5 separate regions of the Mus musculus genome follow, and regions 1, 2, 4 and 5 are each linked to region 3. Evidence: chromatin contacts called from public Hi-C, HiChIP or PLAC-seq and promoter capture Hi-C data. All regions are on one chromosome and are shown on one strand. The core of a region is the stretch at or near the end of the contact, and the rest is flanking DNA. Distances in the headings are between cores, read along the strand shown. Region 1 holds the start of Zfp536 (zinc finger protein 536). Region 2 holds the start of D530033B14Rik (RIKEN cDNA D530033B14 gene). Region 3 holds the start of Pdcd5 (programmed cell death 5). Region 4 overlaps Gm30771 (a long non-coding RNA gene). Region 5 holds the start of Pop4 (processing of precursor 4, ribonuclease P/MRP family, (S. cerevisiae)).

Evidence for each region. Hi-C and Micro-C count contacts between places; a contact is called where the count stands out from the background. HiChIP or PLAC-seq counts read pairs in DNA pulled down with a chosen protein or histone mark. Capture Hi-C pulls out chosen DNA fragments and counts their contacts.
Region 1: a Hi-C map of nephron progenitors shows a contact between it and region 3, with 7 times the contacts expected there. The contact joins the promoter of Zfp536 here to the promoter of Pdcd5 in region 3. A contact is called at or near these places in 2 of 39 promoter capture datasets (cranial neural crest and hippocampal neurons), 3 of 484 Hi-C or Micro-C datasets (cardiomyocytes, muscle stem cells and nephron progenitors), 3 of 115 datasets of contacts at active chromatin or transcription factors (astrocytes, embryonic hindbrain and stem cell-derived neural progenitor cells) and 2 of 9 other capture datasets (embryonic stem cells and pancreatic islet).
Region 2: a contact with region 3 is called in a promoter capture Hi-C map of liver, with 2.5 times the contacts expected there. The contact joins the promoter of D530033B14Rik here to the promoter of Pdcd5 in region 3. A contact is called at or near these places in 5 of 39 promoter capture datasets (cranial neural crest, hippocampal neurons, maxillary cranial neural crest and 2 more), 1 of 484 Hi-C or Micro-C datasets (B cells), 2 of 115 datasets of contacts at active chromatin or transcription factors (acute myeloid leukemia and large pre-B cells) and 2 of 9 other capture datasets (adipose tissue and liver).
Region 4: an H3K4me3 HiChIP or PLAC-seq map of forebrain shows a contact between it and region 3, with 12 times the contacts expected there. The contact joins the enhancer-like site here to the promoter of Pdcd5 in region 3. A contact is called at or near these places in 1 of 39 promoter capture datasets (cranial neural crest), 3 of 484 Hi-C or Micro-C datasets (B cells, the G1E-ER4 cell line and cardiomyocytes), 2 of 115 datasets of contacts at active chromatin or transcription factors (embryonic forebrain and forebrain) and 3 of 9 other capture datasets (adipose tissue, embryonic stem cells and liver).
Region 5: a Hi-C map of B cells shows a contact between it and region 3, with 5 read pairs. The contact joins the promoter of Pop4 here to the promoter of Pdcd5 in region 3. A contact is called at or near these places in 2 of 39 promoter capture datasets (embryonic stem cells and pre-B cells), 1 of 484 Hi-C or Micro-C datasets (B cells), 1 of 115 datasets of contacts at active chromatin or transcription factors (large pre-B cells) and 1 of 9 other capture datasets (liver).

What each region holds. Positions count from the first base shown.
Region 1 is chr7:37,768,466-37,771,165 of GRCm38.p6, forward strand. It overlaps Zfp536 (zinc finger protein 536), which reads right to left and starts at 1,287. Exons shown (of 6, transcript NM_172385.2): 1 at 1,131-1,287.
Region 2 is chr7:38,182,405-38,185,104 of GRCm38.p6, forward strand. D530033B14Rik (RIKEN cDNA D530033B14 gene) reads right to left here and starts at 1,378. Exons shown (of 1, transcript NR_165180.1): 1 at 168-1,378. 1600014C10Rik (RIKEN cDNA 1600014C10 gene) reads left to right here and starts at 1,383. Exons shown (of 4, transcript NM_028166.3): 1 at 1,383-1,495.
Region 3 is chr7:35,646,105-35,648,804 of GRCm38.p6, forward strand. Pdcd5 (programmed cell death 5) reads right to left here and starts at 1,378. Exons shown (of 6, transcript NM_019746.4): 1 at 1,202-1,378; 2 at 40-77. The coding sequence starts at 1,267.
Region 4 is chr7:38,084,427-38,087,126 of GRCm38.p6, forward strand. All of the region lies in intron 3 of Gm30771 (a long non-coding RNA gene), which reads left to right. Among named protein-coding and RNA genes, the nearest start is that of Ccne1, 22 kb to the right of the region's middle. Within about 2 kb of position 1,400, at least 189 of the 459 cell types and tissues checked have an H3K27ac peak or open chromatin away from gene starts, as enhancers often do. A contact at or near this core is called in B cells, the G1E-ER4 cell line, embryonic stem cells and 2 more, where this site is marked.
Region 5 is chr7:38,269,971-38,272,670 of GRCm38.p6, forward strand. It overlaps Pop4 (processing of precursor 4, ribonuclease P/MRP family, (S. cerevisiae)), which reads right to left and starts at 1,378. Exons shown (of 7, transcript NM_025390.4): 1 at 1,177-1,378. The coding sequence starts at 1,183.

The DNA of each region.
Region 1 (2,700 bases), core at 37-2,536, 2.1 Mb after region 3:
CTGGGCAGAGTGCTATCATTACCAACAACTCAGCCAGGCGGGTAATGGTGAGATCAAGAGACATTTGCACCGCTATCAGGATGACATCATAGCTAAAGCAGCCTTCAGCCAAAGCCCTAGGCTCTCTTAGAGTAGAGGCCAAAGGGCTATGGGGGGAGGTGCCCCCCCCCCGCAACTCCCAGAGCTGGAAGCTGAGTCTCAGGCCCCTGCCATGCAGGGTGGTGGGCCTTGCCCACAGCCAAGTTCCCAGGCAGGCCCAGAAATGGGAAAGACAGCTGGAGTCTTCTCCAACGCAATCTACTTTCCCCCTCCATCCTGCTCACTGCAAATAATACTACTAATAATAACATAGTATGCATTTTTTTCAACAATTTGAAATTGTGAAGCCATTTCCCTGACCAGGGTGGAGCCGGCATGCCATGCCCGCAGCTACATCTCTGCTGTAGAATTGATAGCATTTCCAACCGAATTGTCAATCTGTTGGTGGTGACCCTCTCTTAGGCAAAACAGCTCTCACTCCATTTTTTTCAAGCAATAGAAACAGAGGACGCTGAAGGGGAAGGCAGACTGGAAAGGAAGCCTTCCTACTCTTGTTTTGGTTGCTTTTCTTCCTTTTAAAGCCCAGCAAAACACAGGGGCGCACACGCGAGCGCACGCACACCCTGAGACACAAACCTTAGAATAATGGGGGAGGCATTTGGCGACAAACTGCATCAGCGGCGCGGCGCGACAGGCAACCAACCCCGCTCACTCGCAGCTCAGCTCTCCAAGCCGCGGCAGCGACGGTGGCGGTGGCGGCGGCGACAGAGACCCGTCACCCTCCCAAAGAACCCCTATGCTCAACTCTCAACTGTGTCCCCAAGATCTCCTCTTCAGGCTCGCCTCAACTATGCGCGTGGCCCAGTCACCTCACCTCGCCGGAAAAGTGGAGAGACAGGGTTGGGAGTTGTGTTTAAAAAAAAAAAAAAAAACAGCAAAAAAACAAAACAAAACAAAAAGTTCCTCGAACATCCAGCCCAGCAGATGCAATTCTCCCGCCCGCTGCACACTCTCCCCGAGCCGGCCGGGCACTCGCCCCCAGCACTGCGCCCTCACCTCGGGGCGCGCGGAGGGCACCGCAGGGCACTTACTTGGCACTTGCTTTTGAGTGTGCAGGTCGTCGCGGTTTTCACTTGGGTTTTCAAATAAGTTTCAGGGAGGAAGGAGGCAAAAAAAAAAATCCAATTATGCAAATGGACTCCGGCCGGGGGAGGCGCGCGTTGAATCTGACGCTGCTACTGTATGAGTTCTTGGAGCAGCCCCGGCCCGGCAGATTTATGGGGGCGCGTCACGGCTACGCCAGGTCCCGCCGCCGGAGCATCTCGAAGTTAATTAAAGCGGTAATGTCCACTTTCCTGGCGACCCTCCGTGCGTGGGTTTACTATTTCACCCTCCAACACGACCCAGGAGGGGACACTGATGTGCCCCCCACGCCCCTCTTCTTTCTCTCTTCTTCCCCCTCTTCTGCCTCTCTCTTTCTCTCCCTCCTTTTTCCTCTCTTTAAGTCGCCTGCTTTGCACTCAGTGAACAATGAACAAAGATGTGAGTGATGGGGAAAGATCGCCCCCCTCCCAGCCCAAGCAGTGAGCGAAGCTGGTCTCAAAGTCAAAATCCAGTTGTTAAAAACTGAGAAAGAAAACCAGGGTCTCCACGCTAAGCTCCCTTTCTACACACACGTACACACGCACGCACACATATGAGCAAGCACACCCCACCCCAAGTTCACCTAAGCCCTGCCTGGAGACCTAGGGACCGTGGGGGAAAAGCCAAGGCCCCGGCGCGCGGGGATGCCCAACTCGCGGTGGACACGAGGGGACAGCAGGGACAGGGGAGCTGTGCTCGCTCCGGCCAAGATCATTTCCCGCGCCCCTCCCAGTCTACTGCCCCCACCACTACCCACCGGCCCCCTCCCAACGTCTACACCGAGAGGCCTGGCCCCACGGCCCCGCTCCGGCTGCAGCCGGCCGGATGCGCTCAGCAAACGCGGCCCCTGTCGGATTTCTGCTAAACTGCAGAGCGGCGGCGGCGACTGCCCAGAGAAGCGCAGGAGGAACCCAAGGCCAGCTCGGCGCGCACTCACCCTGCTAGCCCGCTAGTCCTAAAGCCGGTGCCCCGGGCCGCCCACCCGCGCGCACCTCAGAGGATGCACACGCACAGCGCGCTCGAGCCCCGCAGGCAGGGACCGCACGTAGCCGCCGTTATTTTCCGCTCAAGTGAAAACTAAGGCGGCTGACGAATCACGTCTCCTGCGAGGCACCCGTTAGACAAAACAATATCCTGCAAACAAAACCCGGCCACCGCTGCCACCCGCGCGCCAGGCCGGGACCCCGCCCTGCTCCTCCCAGGCCCCAGCCCCTGGCTTCTGCCCGCACCGACCCCAGCCTTCCAGGCTTGCATCCTTCCAGGAAAGAACTCGGGGACTTGAGTGTGCGCTCACCAAGAGGCGGACAAACAGGAAGGACTCACAAACCGGGAGTGAAAAATGGGGGCCACTTAACTTTCCACCTGTCCCTAGAGAAACCTTGCGGGGAATTTTCTCCGAAGAGTTGGTCTCTCTCTCTCTCTCTCTCTCTCTCTCTCTCTCTCTCTCTCTCTCTCTCTCTCCTTTTCTCTCTCTAACTTCCACAGCGCTAATTTCCACCTTCCCTCACTTCTCATACC
Region 2 (2,700 bases), core at 128-2,627, 2.5 Mb after region 3:
CCCCTGCACCTGGTAGCTAGCCTCAAATTGTTGAGCTTTCTGCCTCAGAAGGAGCTCTATCTGAGTAACAGGATTGTGGATGTACACACACCTACTGTGCACCTCTTTCACAGACGGCCTCAGCCGCTACTGGCTGTCTAGGAACACTTCTAGGTGTCAGGGTGATAATTTTAGGGCTTTATTCATCGTCGGTGTGGATGTCTTATAGCCTAGTCTCTATTCTCCACTGAACTTTCCTGTTCCCATCATTGCTACATACTTCTGATATTTAGGCAAAGGAGAAAACAAGCGAGTCCGGTTCTCGACCTTGCCACCAGAGGGCGCTGCCCGCGGGGGACATTGAAGCGCCTCACCTCATAGCTCCACAGAGAGCAAGGAGCTAATCTATTCTTAGCCTCAGTTAACTTTGGCTCTTGAAAGTCACCCAAACTCGGGCAAAAGCTCCTACTCGAAAACGCACAGACTTTTCCACTCCAGCCAGGAGAATCTTGATGTTAAAAGGGGTTCGAGGCCTTCTAAGAAGACAGAAAAGAAGAAATAATATGGCCCTGCACAGATCATCTGTATGCCCGCAGCAGCTCTCCACCCCCACCTGGCAGATCGCGCTAGGGGCCACTTGGACCTAGACTGGAGTTCGCTCGCCACACTCTCTATTTGGGTGGCATTGGCTAGCCCAGTCCCTCTGTATCTAGTTTGTCACTGACAACCGTGCGTACTCAAGACTTTGCTCAGGGTTAAAGTTCAGTATTGGGAGAGATACCAGATTTGGCATATTTTCAGGCCAGCCCTAGAGTCCTTGGGACCAGGGGGCGGGGACTGCTCCCTAGGCCTCTCTGGATTTTTCTGTTACTCTGCTCTCTTTCTGAGTGGCTCCCTTTGCCCTGCAAGTGGAGTGGGCTCTGTTCTGGTCTTAGGAGGTCTGAAAGCTATACCAGCCCCTGCGCGTCCCACGCAGGCCCCAGCGTTAATTAACCAGCAGTCGCTCCTGACAGCCAAGCCCCTCTATCATCTCCCAGGTCCAGGACCCTGTGGGAGAAAGGGTCCGGCAAGTCACAGACCCAGCCAGCGCAAAGGGCGATCGAGGAGAACCTTCCAGGAACCGTCCCAGATCCTAAACGTGAGGTTGGGCACTGAGTGGGGTGGCCAGGCGGAGAGGAAGTGGGGGCAGCGGGTCCTCGCGACACAGAGTCCCCTCCCAGATGCTCCCCATTTCCGCAGGCACAGAGCTTCCTAGCCTGGGTCTTGGTGTCAGTCAATCAGACGCTGGGGCGCGGAAGGGACGCCTCGCCCCGCCATCAAGATCTTTCCCCAGGCCTGTCCCATCTTGAGGACCCAGACTCATGGGGACCCAGAGCTCGGCGACCCGGAAGGCCGGCGGAGCCGGAAGGTGGGAGGGCGGAGCCAGGGTGGCGGTGGCCTGTGAACGCCTCTCTGGAGCTGGCAGAGCAGAGCCGGCCTCAGTGCCTTGGCGGTCCCAGACTCCAGCTCGGTAAAGGTGCGCGCGGGGAAGCCGGGGTCTGCGAAGCCGGTCGGGGACCCTACGGTGTCAGGCCCAGTGCTAGAGCTGTTCATCTCAATGCAAAGGACCTGAGACACTGAAGGCCTAAGCTGCAGCGCCGAGGTTGGAGTAGTCAGCAGCTCCGTGCGCTTCCAGCCGCAACCTGGATGCTTGGGAGTGCGCGTGCGCGGTGCGGTGTCTTCCCACAGTTTATGCCTTCTGCCTAGCGGACTGCTGTGCTTGGCCCAGAGAGGGAGGAAATCTGGGCTCTAGCTTAGGGATGGCCAGGAATGAATGTCAGGGGATCAAAGGGCCAGATTAATTGGAGCTGTTGTTGAAAAACGTTCTTCTATGACTAAGTAGATAAGGTGCATGCATGGCCGGGTGCAGAGGGCACGGTGCTGCTGAGTGATGGGTGTCAGTTAACTCTGCGAGCTATGTAGCGAACCTACCACTGACCACTTCTGATCTTTCAAGAGAAATTAGGAAGATCTAAGATATATGTAAGATTGTATTATTGCTGTTAGTTTGAGACTGGGTCTCACTATGTAACCTTCACTGGTCTTGATCTGGGAGTCCTACCATAGCCTCCCCCATGCTGGGGTTATGGGAGGGAGCCAGCACACCCTCGATATCTTCTTATTTTTAAATACCAACAATCAAGTAAGTAAACAACTTAGTAGGCTGGAAGAACAGGGTGATGAACTTCACAGAGGACAGAGTACAACTGGGGAATTCCAGACAGGGGAGCAAATATTGCTATTTGGCCAAAGACCTGTTTTCCACTCAGTTTCTGTTTGTTTCTCCCTGCAGCCTCCCCTTACCCACCCCCTACCCCTGACACATTTCCTCCCTCTACTCTGGGGATTTGAATCCCAGCTTCGTCTAAGATTGCTATAAAGAACATGGAGCCCCCTGTTACTCTGAGGCCTCCTCCTCTGTTCCTCACAACTTGATTGGACTCAGGTCAGGCTGCTGTCCAAAGGTTTGAGTTTTTCACCTCCTCTGTGTATGGGAGCCCTGCTGTCATCTTCCCTCCAGTCTGGGTGACTATAGGACATCAGGGCTCCCAGTTAGCTTTTGTCTTCCCTATGGCTGGCAGATGGACTTCCGGTGAACAGGACCTGTTTTGAGGACAGCATTATTGAAGTCGTTCTGCTCCCGTGGGAAGGTCCTGTCTTCTGCGCCCCCCATCTCTTCCT
Region 3 (2,700 bases), core at 128-2,627:
TGAAACCACTCTTCCAGAAAGTTCTAGTTCCAGCCCTACCTTTGCTTTGCTTCCTGTTGGGCTGCATCACCAGGATCCTGAAAAAAAAATAATTTTTACCTTTTAATGGAGTGGAACTTCAAAAGAAGAGAGAAGAACACATGGGTCAGGGAAAGGTGGGGTGAGGCACATTTGTCACCATAGTTAGCACTTAGGAGACACAAGAATCTCAAGTTACCGGCCAGCCTGGGCTATAAACAGAGACCGTATTCAAAATAAAGTAAAATACCAAATAAATGAAAACAAAAATAAAGGGCTTATTCGATATTCTTTCTGCTATAATAGGTTCCCGAGGTGGAAACTGGACCTCACCAAAAAAAAAAAAAAAAAAAAAAAAAAAAAATCAATAAGTCAGTTTCCATTTGCAATGTTGTGTTCGTTTTATTAAATAAGGGCTGAGGGTGGAACTCAGGGAAGAGAGGGTGTTGTGTATGCTAGGTAAGCACTGTGGCCCAGGCTAACCCCCACTCCCAGCCCCACATTTCCCAAGCGTCTCAAGTCACAATCTAAAAGAATGTTTGAGAACGCACACATTCCTGAAAAGGCCCCGGTATCATGGAGCCCTATTTTTAACCAGTGAGAAGACTGGAAAAAAGAGACCCTGGCTTGGCACGAAAGATGCTGGCTCAAAGGCTCAAATGCTTGCCACTGAGGTCACCCACCACCACTAGCGTTTGTCCCAAGGCAAGTTTACAACCCGCTACTCCCTCCTAGCCGGCACCGCAGGGGCTGAGCACCATCTCTGGAGTCCGCGGTTCGACTCCCGCCCGGGGAGGCGCTGTCAGAGCGGCGTCCTCCGCACCAGAGCTCAGAGGATCCCCCTCTACACAGCGCGGGCTTCCGGTCGGCAAGACCCCCCCCAATCCGAGGACACCCCAATCCCGGCGAGGATCGCCTGAGGCTCGACGGCAGCGAAAACCGAGACTTGGGGGGTGGGGTGGGGGGTGACTCGAAGGCGCGCACACCCCAACCCGCACAAGCCTCACGCGGGACCCTACGGCAGCCGAGGAGGCGGCGGTGACCTCCGGGGACACCCCCATCCCCGTGGGCACACACACGTTGCCATGGGGTACGCGGAAGCCGGGGTCCCACGAGCAAACGCCGAGAGCCTGTGCCTGGGGCGAGGGCGTCACCTCGCCCGCCCGCCCGCTCGCTCACTCACTCCATGCTTGGCCTGCAACTCGGCCAGCCTCTGCTTCCTCAGCGCCTCAAGTTCTTCGTCCGCCATGGCGCGGCTGTCCCACGTCGCGCAGGCGCAGCGGCCGTCGGGGGTCGCGCAGCCGCAGCCGCCCTCCGGTACACTCGGTTGGAATCGCTTCGGCCGGAGACTCGAGCCCGGCGCCTTCGACTGCGCAGACGCGAGTGATGCTCAGGCATCAAAAGTCGAGTGCCGAGTTGGGGCTGCCGGGCCTCGGCCAGGGTGCCTTGCAGAGGACCGATCCTGCGATGGGAAAAGGGGCAGAACCTCTAAGAGGGCGCTTGTGGGTTCCCAGGCTCTGAACTGCGCGTTAACACGCCCCACCCTAATGATTCCTAGGACTGGCAATGGCGCAGTTCTGCAAGGTGTAAACTCCTTAGTCGACGCCCTGTCTGCTTTACCCCAACCCCCAAGGGCCTTTGCTGAGAAGATGCTGTGTGTGTGAGTGTGTGTGTGAACTATGGCAATACACACACACACACACACACACACACACACACCCTGATTTTGGAGTGAGGGTCCCAGTAAGGGATGGAGTGGGTGGAAAAAAAAACTGCTCAATTCTCCAATCCTGTGACTTGCTTATGGTATATGTATTTTAATTTTTCCAAATACATCTAACCATTTTCATTATATATATATATGGAGGTAAGGGATGAGTGAGCCTGAGGAGACAAACATTGGACCCCTGGAGTTGGAGTTCCAAGCAACTGTGAGTCACCTGATATTGGGTTGAGAATCGAATTCTGGTGCTCTGGAAGACTAATACACACTTTTAACCACTGAGCCATCCCTCTAGCCCATATACCTACATCCACCCTGTTGAGCAATGGCTACTCTCTATAAATTTTTCATCATTACAAACTGGCACCCACTCACTAAATAGAAATTATTTATTATCCCTGGTTCCCATTACAAAACAATGTTCTGTCTGTATAAAATTGCCTATTCAAGCACTATTTATTTATGGCTGGCATATTTGACCAATCATATACCACCTTCAAGTTTTTTATCCATGTTGTACCATGAGACAGAACTTCATTCTTGATTGGATTTGGTGGGTGTGTGCCTTTAAAGTCGGCCAATCCAGGGGCGTCTGAGGCAGGAGGATCTGGAATTGAAGACCAGCTTGCCATTACATAGTGAGACTTTGGCTCCAACCAAACAAGCTCTCCCCTCCCCCATTTCATTATTTCCTGGCTGAACATATTTACTGTACAAAGCACATTAGATGTATTCATCAGTTTAACCTTGTTCACTTTTTGCTTAGTGTGAGTAAAGCCACTATCAATGCATGTGTTCAAATGCCTGCCTGCAATCCTGCCTTCAGTTATTTTAAATATGTATCTATGGATGGAATTGCTGTGTTAGGGACTGTGGTGGTTTGAAAGAAAATGGCCCCCAGAGGCTCTTAGGGAGTGGCACAGTTAGGAGGTGTGCCTTGTCGTAGGTGTGTCTCGGTT
Region 4 (2,700 bases), core at 150-2,649, 2.4 Mb after region 3:
GGCAGGCAGGCACGGTACTGAAGCAATTTTCCACTTGTGTCATCATGTAGGTGCTGAAATTCTTTGGACCCAGTGGGGTGGCGGTACGGTACAAGGACAGTTCGCTTCAGGGCTAGGTTCAATCCCTAGTATGAGAGAGAAAGAAGAGGGTGGGAAGTAACGGAGGAGAGAGATGGAAGAGAGGGAGAGAGGAAAAAGAGAAGGTGTAATGAGCTTCAATGGTATGACTGGTAAGGTATCAAAGACAAACAGGATGCCACAACAGGCCTGCACCGAACCAATCCAGAAGAAAGGGAGAAATAGCAGGAGGGCAAGGGAAGAGAATCCTGGAGAGCCCGTCTTTGCCCAAAACGCAGTGAAATGTGGGCGTCAATGTGTCCTTCTTAGTTCTACCTGGTTCAGCCTACACAGGGGCAGGACTAGGAACGTGGCGAAAGCAGGTCTGAAAGCTGTACAGCTTGGTGTGCCTGCGCATGCGCCGGACCCCAGCGCCACCGCCCAGCTCTCTTCAGCCCCGCCCACGCGACGCCCTGCCTAGAGCCTGCGCTCACACTTGGCCCCGCCCGTGACCGTCCAGTCCCGCCCCCCTCGCGGTGCGCGAGGAAGCCACGAGGAGGCCCAAAGTCCCGCCTACCCAGAGATCCACCTACGCTTTGGCTCTGTTACAGAGGCGCTTTGCGTTAGCTCGACGCCGCGCAGCCGCAGAGGACATGGGGCGGGGACAGGGGCGGGGTCGGATCGGAGGCGGAGGCTGGGTGGGCGGGCCCTGGAGTCACGTGTGTAAACACGCCGCACGTGGAGCTCAGCCTGAGCCAGAAGGGCGGGGCTGCGGGTTCCGAAGGAGGAGGCGGGTAAGGTGCGCGCGCGCGCGCGCATGGAGGTCTTGGGCGGCGCGGGACTGGGGCGGCCTGGTTCTGTCCCCAACTTCAGTTTCTTTATCCCGCTGCATTGGTGAGAGCTGTGACCAAGGCAGGCCCAGCCCTAGGGGACGAAACCCCCCTACATAATAACCCCACTACGTGCGCGCTCTCCCATTTCACAGATGAAGTAAAGAAACTTGCTCCAAGCCACGTGGCTGGAAAGTGGCGCCACCAAGATCTGCCCTGGACAGCAGGGCTCCTGGGCCTTGCTTTGTGGCTTGCGTGGCAAGAGGTTCTGGGCTCCGACTCCTACGTTCTGCCCTTGCCCTAAGGGCTACATTTGGTCTGGCTAACATGGCGAGGCCTATTGCTCCGTGCACAATGAGGTGACAGGGGTGCCTGCTCCCCCAGCTAGCAGTCTAGAGACGGGCGCAGGCCAAACCGTCGACCATGGTTTCCGTCTGGGTGTGGCTGGAACACTGCGGTGGGGTCCGGACACCTGAGCCTGCATCACTGCTCCTTACACAGCTCCTCCTCCATTTCTTTGCCCCTTTCTTCTCCCCGAGCCGCACAGAGCCCCTTTCAGAGGCGACGCCCAGTGCAGCGGGTTCCTACCCTTCTGCCCCAAAGGGCCTCCTTTCCTCTCCTCCTCGTCCTCCTCCTCTCCCATCTGTGCCGCGTGACCGGGGGGAGGCGCCGTACCGGGCGCAGTCCAGGCGTGGGGCCCAGCCAAGCTGTCATCCCGGACTGGCGGGCCCGAGGAGGCCTAAAAGGGGGGACCCGAGTGCTTGGGACTGGTAGGAAGCGTGCTCCAGGCAGAAAGGCTGAGCTGCCAGCAGTCCCGGAGAGGAATGCGCGCCCTCTTCAGGCTTAAGCGGCTAGGTCCTGCGGCCCTGAAAACCCATACCTGGGCCCCTCCCAATTTTGGGTTTGAGGGTTCAGGAGCTTGTTAATGGGACATTCCATTAATCTAAGGCTAAGGCTCCGAGGCAGCTCAATGTAGCTGTAGGCCCTGAAGCCAGGCTCAGTGTCTGACCTTGGGCAAATTGCTGAGCCTCCGTTTTGTTCAGTTTCTCCAGATTCATTTACCAACATTCCAGCCTCAATATGTCCCTCTGAGATGATGCTTTTGTTTTTAATCTCCCCATGCCCTCTAACTAGTGCCCTTGCACATTCAACCACGTGTGTTGTGCCCGTGCTTCCCAGAACAGCCATGGGGTTTTGGGCTCACTCCGTGTGGTTTGCTCCGTGGTGCACAAAGGCTTTCTGTAGAGAATTTGGAGTTTTGGCTAGGGAAGACCCTCCTTCGGACTGCCTCTTTACTCTGAGTGAAGTTGAGGAAAAGGTATATGGAAGCCAAAACACTGGGAGCCCTAGGACACAGCGGAAAGGAAGAATTAACAGAACCCTGCTGAGTTGTGCCCAACCCCGAGGCTATGGGGGTAGGCCTGCTTCTCCAAGCCAGTCACTGAAACTGCGTAATGGAGCTAGCAACTTCTGGGGAGTGGGTGACCATGGCTTCCCAGTTACAGCTAGAGTCCTGCTGTGAAATGCAGGATGCCGCTGTTCAGCAGCTCACCTCTGTTGTTGTTCAGGCCTTAACCAGGTTCTGTGCTATTTCTGTATCTGCTGCTTTTGCCAGACCACTGACAGCCGCCCCCTCCCTCCCTTCAACCCCCACCCCCCACCTCAACCCCCACCCCCACCCCCACCCCCTGCTTCTGTGGTGTCAGGTAGTTCCGATGATGAGTTCTGCCCCAGGGACTGATTCATGCCACATGCCTGTCCTGCCCTAGCTCCACATTCCTTGACCACTGTGATTAAGGACCATTCATTCAGC
Region 5 (2,700 bases), core at 128-2,627, 2.6 Mb after region 3:
CTCCACAATCCTGTTTCTTATTTGTTTGGAGGCAATCATCATGGTGGCACTGGGGCAGAGACTACAGGAGTAAATGGGAAAAGGAAGGGCCCATGACCAGAAAGTGCAGTTCACACTACACCCTATACACTGCACTTCTGAGCTGGGTGTGGCGGCACACATGGTTGATCCATCCCATTACTTGAGAGGTAGAGGCCGAGCTGGTTCACACGGTGAGCTCCAGGCTAGTCAGGAGTACATAGCTGACTTTATCCCAACAGCAACAATAAGAAACAAACAAACAAACAAACAATCCATCTCTGTCTCCCTGAGTATATGCTTGACCCAAGCAAACAAACCAAGGTACCACAAGTTTTATATACAGAATCTAGCTCTCTCTTGAACAATGGATCAAGATTGAACTTTATTGTGATAAACATGCAGGGGCTGGAATCCCAGGAAGAACTTTGTTTTATTTACCCCAGATGCCTCGCATCAAAGTTGAAAGTCTTTCTGCAACATGCAGTAGGTGTGGGACACTCACAGCTTGTCAAGCGGTTGGTTGAGTGAGTGTGCATATATATTATCTTAATGTCATTAATCTTTCTAAGCAATTTTTAACAGTAGCTCTTCTTTGTTATGCACATAATAAAGTGGTAGCTGAGACACGCTAAGAAACTTGTTCTCAGACAAAAAGGGCATGAATCACCAAATCAGAGGCAATATCTTTACCTCTCTCCTCTAGTACTGCCCCAGTGCTTGGCTGCCCTTCTGGGCACAGCTCTTTTCGGCTCAAATTCCAAAGCCTTAGGTGTACGATACTGCCCCTCAGCAGCTTTTTACAGGGGCAAGGGTGAAAACCAGGTGGCAGAGGGGTGCAGGTCCTTGACAGAAGTTATACGGGAAGGTAGTAGCTAGGTCCGGTCAAGAACTTGGACCCATCTCTTCTAGTTCCCCCGAGAGGCCCCTGAGGAGAGCACACAAACTCGATCCTGACATTTATTCCTAGCTAAGAGACTGAGACGGCGGATTCAGACTCCGGGCCTCCATTTCTTTTGTGTACTAAGGTAATTCCCTGGAAGTTGCCTTAGGACTCTGTTGAGACAGGTATCCCTGATTCATTTCCCAAGCCAACTTCTAGTTCCGAGGTTCTATATTCCCACCCCGGCCCCGCTCCGCGTCCCTCATCCCACTTACCCTTCATTGTCGGCCAGCTTCCGGAGCTCTCTGGCGATGTCTCCTTCAGGCCTCACTCATTCCTTTCCTTTCTTCGCTTTGTTCAGCGGCTTTCTCCCGCCGGGACGCTGCTTTTTTGTTTAAAATTCCACTGGAAAAATCCGATAAGCCCAAGAGACAATTAACAAAGTGCACGGACTTGCTCCACCCTGCGTCAGGGGATGGCGACCAGATTTCGGATCGGGCGCCTCTCTGACGTCATTGACGCGACGGCATCTGTGTGCGTCCGTCACTGGCACAGGCTCTGTGGTTGAGAGAGGAGCGGATTTTGCGGGTCTGCTGTGGTGTTCAGTATGCAAGTGTCTGTAACTGGAGTAGTCGTGTTGGGGGGTCAGGATTAATGAAATGTAGCGAGAGCAAGCTGCCATAGAGAGGACGCGAGGGAGATTGGGGACGAGGGAGGGCACAAGTTGGCCGGGGATATCGGCGGTAACGACTGTGGGATTCCTTTTTTTTTTTTTTTAAGCAAGAGGCTTACAGTGTTGCCCTGGGTAATCTAGAATTTACTCCCGAGAATACTAGTCATATTTTGTACTGGTGGCCGGGGGTATTTAGTCCTGTTTCTGCTACTAAATACTTTTATGACCTCGTTCAAAGGTCTTTTTCCTATTAGTAAAGAAAAAGAGTAGGTTTATTTGCTATCGGATGCAAGAAGGTAGAGACGTGTAGTTAGTGTAGCTAGTATAACAAAAGTTACATTTTATTATGCAAACGGTCATTTCATAGGTTCACCCCCTAAATTCCTAACTACCTAAGCCTATCTCCCCAAGGCTACCCTCCTGTGTGACTTATCTTAGCTGAAGGTCAGGTCCAGTCTCCAACAGAAGTTTTTGATTGGAGTGTCAGATTACTCTCCAGCCGCAGGGCAGATGAAGGTGGCTTCTCTTCAGTTGTGCAGAGCAGAGCATTGCTCTTGGTGCCCACTAATACACTGTCCACTGGGTGTCATGGGGTTCTAGGACTGTGTCTAGTTGTCTTGAGTGATGTAACTGGGTTCTGGTTATCAGGTGCTGCCTTGGGTGTACTGGGGTTCCTTAATTAAACGTTTTACATGGGGTTCCTTAGTTAAACGTTTTACATGTCTAAAAGGCACCTATCTTCTTCTTCTTCTCTCTCTCTTTCTTTCTTTCTTTCTTTCTTTCTTTCTTTCTTTCTTTCTTTCTTTCTTTCTTCTCTTTCTTCTCTCTCTCTCTCTCTCTCTCTCTCTCTCTCTCTCTCTCTCTCTCTCTCTCTCTCTCTCCCTCCCTCCCTCCCTCCCTCCCTCCCTCCCTCCCTTCCTTTCTTTCCTGTGCTCATTGCATCTTACCCCATTGGTCTCAAAATGTTTGCTCTTTTAAAAAATTGATTCTTTTTCACTGAAGACAGTGTCCCAGACACTTGCTTTGTGGTCTAGGCTGAGCTTGAAAGTGCAACATTCCTGCCTGGCCTTCTGGAGCATTGGAATTTATAGTCTATCTTATTATATCCAGTCTAGAAGGCATTCTT